Regions from separate parts of the Mus musculus genome. Here region 1 is linked to region 2. A link is a contact called in public Hi-C data. All regions are on one chromosome and are shown on one strand. Each heading gives the region's core, a stretch centred on a gene start, on an enhancer-like site or on the middle of the called end of the contact. The rest is flanking DNA. Distances are from core to core; before and after follow the strand shown. Region 1 overlaps Gm33501 (a long non-coding RNA gene). Region 2 overlaps Cep44 (centrosomal protein 44).

Evidence for each region. A called contact is a pair of places that touch in the nucleus more often than the background predicts.
Region 1: a contact with region 2 is called in a Hi-C map of the N1E-115 cell line, with 4 times the contacts expected there. The contact joins two enhancer-like sites. A contact is called at or near these places in 12 of 484 Hi-C or Micro-C datasets (the Ba/F3 cell line, the G1E-ER4 cell line, the HL-1 cell line and 6 more).

What each region holds. Positions count from the first base shown.
Region 1 is chr8:56,870,240-56,876,128 of GRCm38.p6, reverse strand. Gm33501 (a long non-coding RNA gene) reads left to right here. Exons shown (of 3, transcript XR_378983.2): 3 at 3,814-4,015. Among named protein-coding and RNA genes, the nearest start is that of Gm33501, 16 kb to the left of the region's middle. Within about 2 kb of position 3,893, at least 2 of the 459 cell types and tissues checked have an H3K27ac peak or open chromatin away from gene starts, as enhancers often do. A contact at or near this core is called in the N1E-115 cell line, where this site is marked.
Region 2 is chr8:56,528,201-56,534,061 of GRCm38.p6, reverse strand. Cep44 (centrosomal protein 44) reads left to right here. Exons shown (of 11, transcript NM_001009951.1): 9 at 1,162-1,286; 10 at 1,548-1,585; 11 at 2,330-2,540. The coding sequence ends at 2,372. Among named protein-coding and RNA genes, the nearest start is that of Gm24375, 9.6 kb to the right of the region's middle. Within about 2 kb of position 1,476, at least 4 of the 459 cell types and tissues checked have an H3K27ac peak or open chromatin away from gene starts, as enhancers often do. A contact at or near this core is called in the N1E-115 cell line, where this site is marked.

The DNA.
Region 1 (5,889 bases), core at 2,644-5,143, 340 kb before region 2:
TTATGCCTCCATGTTGGATTAAGTCCTTTTGCTATTGTAGAACTACAAAGAGATTGCATTCAAAGATAAAAACTTCCAGAGAAAAGATACAGCCCATCGGTTCCCAAGTGTTATCCTCCTCTCAGGAAGCAGATCTGTATTTGTATCTGCTGTGCTTTCCACTCCTCACATGCTCCCACCATATTTCCCTGCAAAGACAAATGGTTCAGAGAAAATAACTAAGTTGCTGTGTGGATCCAGTGTACAAATGATAAACAGTAAGTGGAAATTACCCTATGTATATTCAAGATTGGCCCTTAGTTTAATGTATAGCAGAATTAGAGATGGCATCATTACCTTACATAATCTTTTTAGGCACCAAGGTAATGAAGAAAAGAAGAATTAACAAATAAGTGATATATGAAAGGAAAGTTTAAATATATTTATACATACACACTTGCACACACAGTCACACACACACTCATGTTATGCATGCACACTCACATATATACATATGCACTCACATGTCATACACACATACTCATGTCATGCATGCACACATGCACATGAACTTACACACACATGTCATGGACACTCACACACACATGAACACACATGCACACACAAGCACATATGAGAACAAAGCTTTTTCAGAATCAGGGTGTGTTTAATTTAAAAATTGAATAAAAGCAGTGAAAAATAATGTCAATACTGGTAAAATTTTCCATAATAACATGGAAACAATCTTATAATCAATAGTTAACAGAGTATCAATTAAGAAAAAGTAAGTGTAATAGAAGAAAAATTTAAAAGATCAAATATGCATTTCAGAACAAAGAAACAGATGGAGAAGCAGAAATAGAAGGAACAGTATTTCACTTACTTGAGTTTTCAGATCAAAGGCTTTTGATTGACAAGCTAGATTAACAACAACACATGTCACACTATATTACCTGGAAAAACTCCTGAACTCCAAGGAACAAAAGCAAATCCTACAACTTCTAACCAGGGGCTGGAATTAACCAGTCACCAGTCAGTATAGACATGTCTCCCTCAACAGCTTGGAAAATTGGGCAAGAGAAAGACAATATTTATAGCTTTTTAAGAAAAAAAAAAAAAGATTGTAGCTCACAAATCCCATGGGTTTTCAAGATACAATTTAAGGGTGTAGGGCGCAAGTTTATATCACAGAAACTGAGCAACTATGTAGAAAGTTTCTGAAATATATACAGAATATAAAGAATGCAAGTGGACATGAATATTAATTACATACAGAGCAAAAGCTGAGAAGAGTCACTTTTTACTTATATCCATAGTCATACTGTCTTATAGTATGTATTTATTTATTTCTCGACTTTTTATACTGGAAAAATTACTAAAAATAAAAATTTCAAAATTATTTAGACCCTGATAAATAAACAAAGATGCTTGTAGAAATCCTGTAGAAGAGTAAATATCTACTATGCTTTTCTCATTTACCTTGTCTAGAGTCAATGCCTTCCAAGCACTGCCTCATTCAGTCTTTACAATCAGTCCCCAAGACGACATTCACTATGAAAAATACCAGTCAAGGCCCTTTAAGAACAAAGTAACTTCCTCAGATTCCATAAAGAAGAAGATAATTACACCACATGATTCTCAGAGAACCAGTTCACCATTGGTACACTCATAAAATAAAAGTACACTCCCTATAAAAATAAAAGTAAAATAATGTTCAGAGAATTTAAATAAGAAAACAATAGAATATGTACATAGTTCGTTTCATATCAAACTGCCATACGTTTAGAACATAAAGCATATATAAAAATGTATTTAACTGCATTGGAAATATAAATTAAATAAATACCTAATAATAAAAAATGTATTTAACTGGGGATAATTAACCTCAGTGAAAACTAAATCAAAGAAGCAGAATTTTGTACAAAATGTCTGTCTAAAAATTTTTTTTTGAGAAATTAAGAACTATTTTCTTTTTTTTTCATCTCATTTCCTTTTTTTTTAAATTTATTACGTATTAAGAATTATTTTCAAAGGGGAAAAATCTTGGAAATTAAAATACTCTTACATGTGAATGAAATGCTATAAGAAAAACATCAAACCAGGAAATTGCTGATCAAAATGTCTAGAAAGAGGCAAATGTGCAACCAAAATCGATTAAGAGTCTGAGATACTGTGATGAGATTGGAAGGAATGGAAACAAATGAACCAGTAGGTCATCTCAATAATCTCGGCTCACTCCATATGTAGCAGAAGATGGCCTAGTCGGCCATCATTGGGAAGAGAGGCCCCTAGGTCTTGCAAACTTTATATGCCCCAGTACAGGGGAACACCAGGGCCAAGAAGTGGGAGTGGGTGGGTAGGGGAGCAGGGTGGGGGGAGGGTATAGGGATAGCATTTGAAATGTAAATAAAGAAAATATCTAATTTAAAAAAAAAGAATCTCAGCTCACATGGACCTGCTCCAAGTGATCTGTTGCCCTCTTCTGGCTACAGAAGCTACCTACACGTAATGAAGGGAAACCCACCCAGACACACACACACAAATCCCCATCATTTTGAATAAATAAATGAATGAATAAATAATAAATCTTTAAATATTTTGATATATATAAAGAATGAAGATGCTTACAATAAAAGACTTGTAGAAACAAAAGTACACTAAAAATTAAAGTAATGTTTAAAGACCATTTGGCCCTTGTTATTATTCTTACACACACACATGGACACACACAGACACACACGGACACACACACACAGCAAACACACACACACATGGACACACACACACAGCAAACATACACACACACAGCAAACACCCACCCACACACACACACACACACACTACACTGTACATAAATCCAAGTACATGTTATAATTGTGTTTTTTCTCATTATTGTTCTTCTCCGAGCTCTCCTAATGGTGAGTGTCATGACAGAACTTCTCTTGAACTCTTTCCTGATTGTATTCAGCTAATTTTTCAAATGTGTGTCCCCCTACTTTGGGTCATTTGTTGTAAATGTATGACTTTTACTCACTGACCACCATGTCTTTGAAGACATTTCATAGGGATGGTTTGGATGTACCAAATCTGAGATGGAAAAACAAAACAAAACAAAATAACTTCAGTTCCCGTGTGGACCATAAGCCATAGCGTCGGTTTCTGATAAATGTTCTTTGACATGGAGACCCAGTGCAGACTGGAGCAGAGACACAGAGAATGGCAGACTGAGGGGCAGAGCCGGCTTTGTCTGGGCCAAGCCAGGTCACAGGCAGCCCAGTTCCATCCTAGATTCTGCCATTGAGTTGTCTCAATAGCATCCCTATAGACTTTATTTTTGATCACTCAGAACTAATATACTGTCTTCTCAAAGTTTTATTTTTCTATTTCTACTAATTCTTGTTATTGATTGTACAAAACACAAAATAGAATCTGTAAGTATCCAGTATTGGTTCATTCATCCTTTTTTTTTTTTTTTTTTCCCTGCAAGTCTGATTTCTCCATGGCTTTATTAGCATCTAGCTCCCTGGTAGAGTACTTGCCTATCATAATAAGGTCCTGGAATTAACACCAATCAATGAGATAAACACTAATAATCTCTTTGTGGAGACTTTTTAAAAATGCGACCTATTCTTGAAAAGGGACAAGTTAATCCTGTTGTGGGTGGACTCTTCGGTCCTTTTTACCGTCAGTGATGTTTGATGTCCACATCTCCTAATCGCCTATCTGAAGGTTTATCCGTCTCCTTGGCGCGTCTTCCCCAGCCATCTTACTATAAGGGGCAGAGCGCATTTCCCGGTATCCTAATGCAGCCCCACATCTTCTCTTGCCAAACAGACAACCCAGAGAGACCATAATCCCTACATGAGCCACTCTTAGCTCTCCCAGGCTCAGCTGTTTCTGCAACTGATTTCCTATCTTGGAATGTCAAGTGCCACTCCCTGCCCAGCCTGTCTCCTGCTGGGATGTATTAGCAGAGACTGGAGTTCTGGAGGATGAAGATCCATGTCAAGATGTGCTTGTTTACAACATACTGATATGGTTTGCAGATACCACTGGTTTCTTGTGCCAGCCACGACAGATGCTGAGATGAGCAGTTTCAAACATTTGTTGGTACTGGAAAATAGATTGTGAGAAAAAGAAAGCATGCATAAAGAAAATAAACTATTCCATGACTTATGAACCTATGGGTCTTTGTATATGGTAAGGTTGCTATGTTTTATTTTTTATTTTTTTTTTCCATTTTTATTAGGTATTTAGCTCATTTACATTTCCAATGCTATACCAAAAGTCCCCCTTACCCACCCACCCCCACTCCCCTACCCACCCACTCCCCCCCTTTGGCCCTGGCGTTCCCCTGTACCGGGGCACACAAAGTCTGCGTGTCCAATGGGCCTCTCTTTCCAGTGATGGCCAACTAGGCCATCTTTTGATACATATGCAGCTAGAGTCAAGAGCTCAGGGGTACTGGTTAGTTCATAATGTTGTTCCACCTATAGGGTTGAAGATCCCTTTAGCTCCTTGGGTACTTTCTCTAGCTCCTCCATTGAGAGCCCTGTGATCCATCCATTAGCTGACTGTGAGCATCCACTTCTGTGTTTGCTAGGCCCCGGCATAGTCTCACAAGAGACAGCTACATCTGGGTCCTTTCGATAAAATCTTGCTAGTATATGCAATTGTGTCAGCGTTTGGATGCTGATTATGGGGTGGATCCCTGGATATGGCAGTCTCTACATGGTCCATCCTTTCATCTCAGCTCCAAACTTTGTTTCTGTAACTCCTTCCATGGGTGTTTTGTTCCCACTTCTAAGGAGGGGCATAGTGTCCACACTTCAGTCTTCATTTTTCTTGAGTTTCATGTGTTTAGGAAATTGTATCTTATATCGTGGGTATCCTAGGTTTTGGGCTAGTATCCACTTATCAGTGAGTACATATTGTGTGAGTTCCTTTGTGATTGTGTTACCTCACTCAGGATGATGCTCTCCAGGTCCATCCATTTGGCTAGGAATTTCATAAATTCATTCTTTTTAATAGCTGAGTAGTACTCCATTGTGTAGATGTACCACATTTTCTGTATCCATTCCTCTGTTGAGGGGCATCTGGGTTCTTTCCAGTTTCTGGCTATTATAAATAAGGCTGCTATGAACATAGTGGAGCATGTGTCCTTCTTACCAGTTGGGGCTTCTTCTGGATATATGCCCAGGAGAGGTATTGCTGGATCCTCCGGTAGTACTATGTCCAATTTTCTGAGGAACCGCCAGACTGATTTCCAGAGTGGTTGTACAAGCCTGCAATCCCACCAACAATGGAGGAGTGTTCCTCTTTCTCCACATCCTCGCCAGCATCTGCTGTCACCTGAATTTTTGATCTTAGCCATTCTCACTGGTGTGAGGTGGAATCTCAGGGTTGTTTTGATTTGCATTTCCCTGATGATTAAGGATGTTGAACATTTTTTCAGGTGCTTCTCTGCCATTCGGTATTCCTCAGGTGAGAATTCTTTGTTCAGTTCAGAGCCCCATTTTTTAAGGGGGTTATTTGATTTTCTGAGGTCCACCTTCTTGAGTTCTTTATATATGTTGGATATTAGTCCCCTATCTGATTTAGGATAGGTAAAGATCCTTTCCCAGTCTGTTGGTGGTCTTTTTGTCTTATAGACAGTGTCTTTTGCCTTGCAGAAACTTTGGAGTTTCATTAGGTCCCATTTGTCAATTCTCGATCTTACAGCACAAGCCATTGCTGTTCTGTTCAGGAATTTTTCCCCTGTGCCCATATCTTCAAGGCTTTTCCCCACTTTCTCCTCTATAAGTTTCAGTGTCTCTGGTTTTATGTGAAGTTCCTTGATCCACTTAGATTTGACCTTAGTACAAGGAGATAAGTATGGATCGATTCGCATTCTTCTACATGATAACAACC
Region 2 (5,861 bases), core at 227-2,726:
TGATATTAATCATTAATATGATATATAAGTGACATACTTATATTTATTATTGTTTATATTATACATATATGTGTGTGTGTTATTTTTTAATTTTGTTTTGTTTTGTTTTTTTTTTGTTTTTTCGAGACAGGGTTTCTCTGTATAGCCCTGGCTATCCTGGAACTCACTTTGTAGACCAGGCTGGCCTCAAACTCAGAAATCTGCCTGCCTCTGCCTCTGCCTCCCAATTGCTGGGATTAAAGGTGTGTGCCACCACCGCCCAGCTATATATATGTTATATATGATATATTTTGTATAATGTATAAAAATATACATGTTTATATCATTTTTATATTTATTGTATATACTATATTATTTATATAATAGTATATACAATAATTATATACTGTATATAAATGTAATATATTATAAATTTATATATCTAAATATATTATATTATATTTATATATATAACATATATATTTAGTCAGTTTTTATAATTGCCACTAGCCACAAAACAAAGATAGAGCAATTTTGAAATTACTTCGACATTGCTTTAATAAAGCATTGTGAAAATTTTCTCATGATTCAATGTTATAGATGTCACCATTGTAAAAAAGGAACACATCAATAGGTGGTTTATATTTATTTTTCAAAATATATTCATTCATGTATCTTATGTATCTGAATGCTCTATTATGCACATCAGAATAGGGTCTCAGATCCCATTACAGATCACTGTGAGCCACCATGTGATTGCTGGAAATTGAACTCAAGTCGTGAAGAGTCAAGGGCTGTTGACTGCTGAGCCGTCACTCTAGTCCCAAGTAGTTTATAGTTTAACTTACGACCATTCCTACATGCTTAAAGTGATTCAGATCATGATAAAGGTAAAATGATTTTGGATTGGGGGCCGTGGGGAGACAGAGTTTCTCTGTATTGTTTAGGTCAGCCGTGAACTCATGCTGCTCAGCTCCCTACGTGTGTGTAATTACAAGCATGCACCACAGAGCCCAAAGGCATTCTAAAACTTTTATTAATTTTTAGCATCTGCCTCTATAAGAAAAATGTATGAAAAACTCATTTTATCTATACCAGGTAACCATTTTACATTATTTTATTTGTAAATACTTGGCTCCTCTGTATAATGGAAAGGGATCCTAAAATGTATTTTCTTCTCAGATAAAAACTACAGTGTGGGGGGAGCAGCAGGCAACTACCGCTCGTCTGGCTGTAGTGCAGTCTCATCAGAAACAGCACCCGGGAGCTCCATTGTTAATTACTGTGTCTTGAGAGAGTTCTCAGAGGTAAGAGAGCCTGTCAACTGCTTCGATGATTTCTAAGGTCGAGAAGAAACAAGTACTGTGTTTATATATAGTGTGTATAGTAGGGTATGGTATAGTGTTGGCAAGAACATGGTGACTTACAAATGTAATCTCTCAAGGGGTCTGTGTGTTGACTAGTCTCTGTAGGCAGTGTTCCCCAGTGTGTCTTCTATAGCCATGGTCTGTCTTTGAGGATTGTTTACTTTGAGAAATTGCCTAAATTTGTTGCTTTTCAAATTAAAGGAAACAACTATCCAGAAAATGGAAAGGATGAAAAAAATGTAAGTAACAGAGAGGGTGAGAGAAGCCATTGCTCTGTAGGAGCTGCCTTGGAGTGCCGTGTGGGCAGACTGGGCTTGTGTGTTCACACCTTGAAGTCTCCATCAGCTGTGGCTTTTCCTTCAGACTCAGTGGGTCATTGCTTTGCTTCCTGTGTGTGTGTGTGTGTGTGTGTGTGTGTGTGTGTGTGTGTGTGTGTGTGCTGAGTCATTTTGTTGGCTCCCAACAAGTAGTGTAACACACTGTCCACAGAGTTAATCATAGTTACAGAGGGCAGAGATGTTGCTAATTAATTCACATCTTTCTACTTGTGCTGATTGGTTTCCCAAACCCTTGTGAGCATGTAGCTGGATAGTTGGGGACATTTTCAGTTGTTAGTCCTGCTGGCTTTGGGATGCTGTTGATAAAGGAGCACAGTGCTGATGCTTTCATTGGGACAGGGGGGCAGTGCATCTAGTTTTGGCAAAGAGCAGTGTAAAGAAAATATATGATGAAATGGTATCACAATATTATGTACTCTACTACATTAAAAAAGTACAAAGCTCTTTAACATTAGCAAACTTCTAAAATAACTTAGGCTATGAGGGTTGACTTATTTATTTTTTTCTCTCTTCTATGTGCATGTATTAATGTAATTATATGTAAAAAGAGGAACACTCAGTTTATCTCAGGGTCAGAAACAAACAAAGTCCTGTCTTCCATTATGAGCCCTGCCCTTAGCTAACACAGCATTTGTTCTGTTCCAGGTTTGAAGAGACAGCAGAGTTACTGAAATGCTCAAGTCGCTAACTGTAGAATGTTCTGCATAATCGCTCCTAGGACTTTGGCTACTTATATATATTCTATATTTAAGAATTCTGTATATAATTTTAATATACGATAGTTTTTATTAAGAATTTGGATTCTATTTGATATGTGAGCTTTTTCATTCTTAAATAAATACTTTTAATATTTTAAGCTGTATATGTGCCGATTTTCTCTTCCAGTTTTCTTGGCAAAACTTTCTGTCTCAGTATATTGCTCTTACAGTGTGAAGTCATTACAGCACGCTCTGTAGTTTTGTGTTGACATTCACTGGCAGTGAGCTAGGTAATATGTTTTTGAAAGTATGGGTTGGAAGACATGGTCTGCATCTTGCTGGAGATAGTCCAACTGGGACTTGCATATTGTACTCAGGAGGCTCTCATATGTACAATCTTAGCGTATGTGTTGGTGAACCAGTTGTAACGCTCACTGAAAACTAAACAAATCTAGTTCTTCATGGGTAGTCAGTGCTGCTTTATCACTGCAGTGGTGACAGCGGGCGTCTTCTGTGTGTTTGCTGAGGGAACTGTGTCGGGTGTGTGAATACTCTGCTCTATAACCCTAGACCGTCAGCCCCGACCCAGATGCTGGCCCTCCATGGGATATGCAGTGGAGGTGCTCTGCACTTTCTAATGATGGATCGTTAACAACGTTTAAGGAGAGGAAAGGTCTTAAAGTTAAAGTGAAAGAAAATCAAAGTCACTGAGAAAGTTACTATGTGAATACCTTCTAACGTTGTAAATGAATATATAGCAATAGTAATTCTGGGTAATAGTCAAAATTATAGGAAGTTATCTTTTTATTTTTTACATCAGTCACCTCATTATACTGTATAATTTTATTTTAATGTTAAGTAGAAAATTAAGCTATAACTAGAAATAACTTGAGGAAAACTTTAGTATTCTAAGAAATGTTTAATGTTTACACTTTTAAAGTGTAATCTTTTATGTTAGCATTTAGAAGCATACAACCTTGAATTTAGTAACATTTCCAAAGCATATCTAGAATTCATGTTTTTTGAATTTCCAGGTCACTTAAGTTAGAAAAATGAAGAGAATTCAGTTGTGAAATGCTGTTATGTCCCCAGTATGAGAACCAGCATGGACTCACAGCGCCACCTTGTGGTCTCCACGCCACTCCGTTGGCTTTTAATAAAACAAATGAATCCTCATAAAACTCCAGATTTTTGAAAAAGAACATCTTTCAAGTTTTTCTGTTGAAAGATAGAATAAAATTGTTTCTGTCCCTTTGTCTCTGTCCTCCTCTTTTCTCTTATCTGTTTTGGTAAGTTAAATTTTTACAAATGACAACTTGTCTTTATAATAGGCATTGAGTAATAGAGTAATACACTATCTCAGTGAGAGGGGGAAGAAATATACTTTGTGAGAGAAAATCTTATTAAATAGATCTAAGAATAATACACTTTGAACTAAATGAATCAAAATAGTCACACAAGAGAACCATTGACCCCACAAAGTGCTATGTAAAGAAGGGAGAAGAAAAACCTGGGAATTTATGTGCTAGGAGGTCTCTATTGAAGTCAGGAAAGCTCAGATCTATTTTTCTATTTGAAAATGTAGCTACATACATTTGAAGGTCAAGTGATCTTCACTGAAAAAAGGAGATTAGTTCTGCCCCTGACCCCACAAAAACCTGCAGTGCAAGCCTTTACCCACCCAGCCACGGCACAGTTCGTACAGTTATCTGCTTTTTGTGTAGTATCATTTATGTTCGGATTTTACAAATTTATTGTCTCACTCCAAAGTCCTCACCACAGACAGCAGCGGTGTCAACAGACCTGTAAGGTCCTATGGTGACTGTAAGCAGCCACAAGGTCCTGAGGAGGTGACCCTATGGTCCAGACAGCTACCATTTCCTTTTCTCTGTCATATCCCATAAATACAAAATGAGATGGACTATTTCTAATCTAATAGATATAAAATATAGAAAACAATAGATATTAAATAAAACAGCAGAAACTAGAAATTAGGAACAAATTTTCTTATGGTGTTTTATAACAACTTAAAAATTAATACAAATTAAAAAAAATGTATAGTAGTATTGTATACTTACCAAGAGACTTACTTTAAAAACAACCTCTAAAATAAAAGTTTGACTCACTGAAATTGTTGAAGAGATGGAAATAATTATCTTCCTTTAGAAAATGCTTTCTTGGGCTAGGAAGCTGACTTGGTGATAAAGAGCACGGTTCCAGAAGGCTTGGATTCAATACCCAGTACCCACATGGCCGCTCACAAGTGTCTGTAATTCCAGAGCTAGGGGATCGACAGCCTCTTACAGACACACATGCAGGCAGCACATTAATACGCATCAAATGAACCATTAGAAAATGGTTTCAGGGCATTTGATAGTGGCTTTTTCATAATAAAGCAGCCCCTTTGGTTAAATGAAGATCATGAGGAAGGTGTGATTTCATCATTTACCCTCAGCTAACTGATTTTCATAGAGTCTGTCCCTTAAAATGGTTACTTGTCAGTAGTAGCTTGTTCTGCCCTGGAGCCATCGTGCATTTTTTCCTTATGCTGAGAAGCCAGGAAACAGCTGTGAATGGTCTGGCTGAGAATGTGCAGAAATACTGCAAGGAATGTGGAAGGAAAGTACCAGGCAGGATTGAAAAGTGACATCAAAGCCAAGGACTGGGTGCGCCGAAGAAGGCAGCTCTGTCCTGATGTTGTAATGGGAAGTTATAACCGGGCATACATACCACATAAAACTTAAAGGCCGTCTTAGGCCGCTCTGCCTACAGAGCTCCCTGGAATTGATCAGCACCTGAGGAAGCATTAAAGACTAGAAGGACCTTGTCAGTTTTATACACACCAGCACTTGCCTTTTAGCTCAAATGACATTGCAGCTTTAATTTTTAAATGTCTAATCCCAGGTTGTCTTTCATTTTCTCAGAGACTGAGTGCAGACTGAGTAAGATAGCGTGGGTAGCGTGAAACGTTAAACTGCAAAACCAGGGCTTAACTGCTGTGTCTCTTGAGCTTCTGCACTGAAAATGACAGGTTTCTCATTAGCAACAGACGCCTAGAAACAGGACAGGGCCGACAGCAACAGCCCTGTTGAGAACACTCAAATTGTCTTTTATTGGGAATTCTTGAAAATCTAGACTTTTGTCGTGATTTTTTAGGGATACTTGTAGGACCAAGGGCCACCCATGCCTCTTTCCCTATCAGATGCTCTAAATCACCAAATTGAAATTTCTCTTTCCCTCGTTTTTGAAGTACCATGTTTAAAGCTAGCCTCCCCCATTAGAGAAGTGTCTAGTAGTGTGCTAACATCCAAGCTCTTTTATTTCCATGAGCTGAGGTCCTGCTAAGATAGTGAGGCTACCCTTGTGTGATTCTCCTGCTTTGTATTCCCTAGAAGCTAGAATCCTAGGAAAGGACCCTCATGGTCCACACGTGTGTGTGTGTGTGTGTGTGTGTGAGAGAGAGAGAGAGAGAGAGAGAG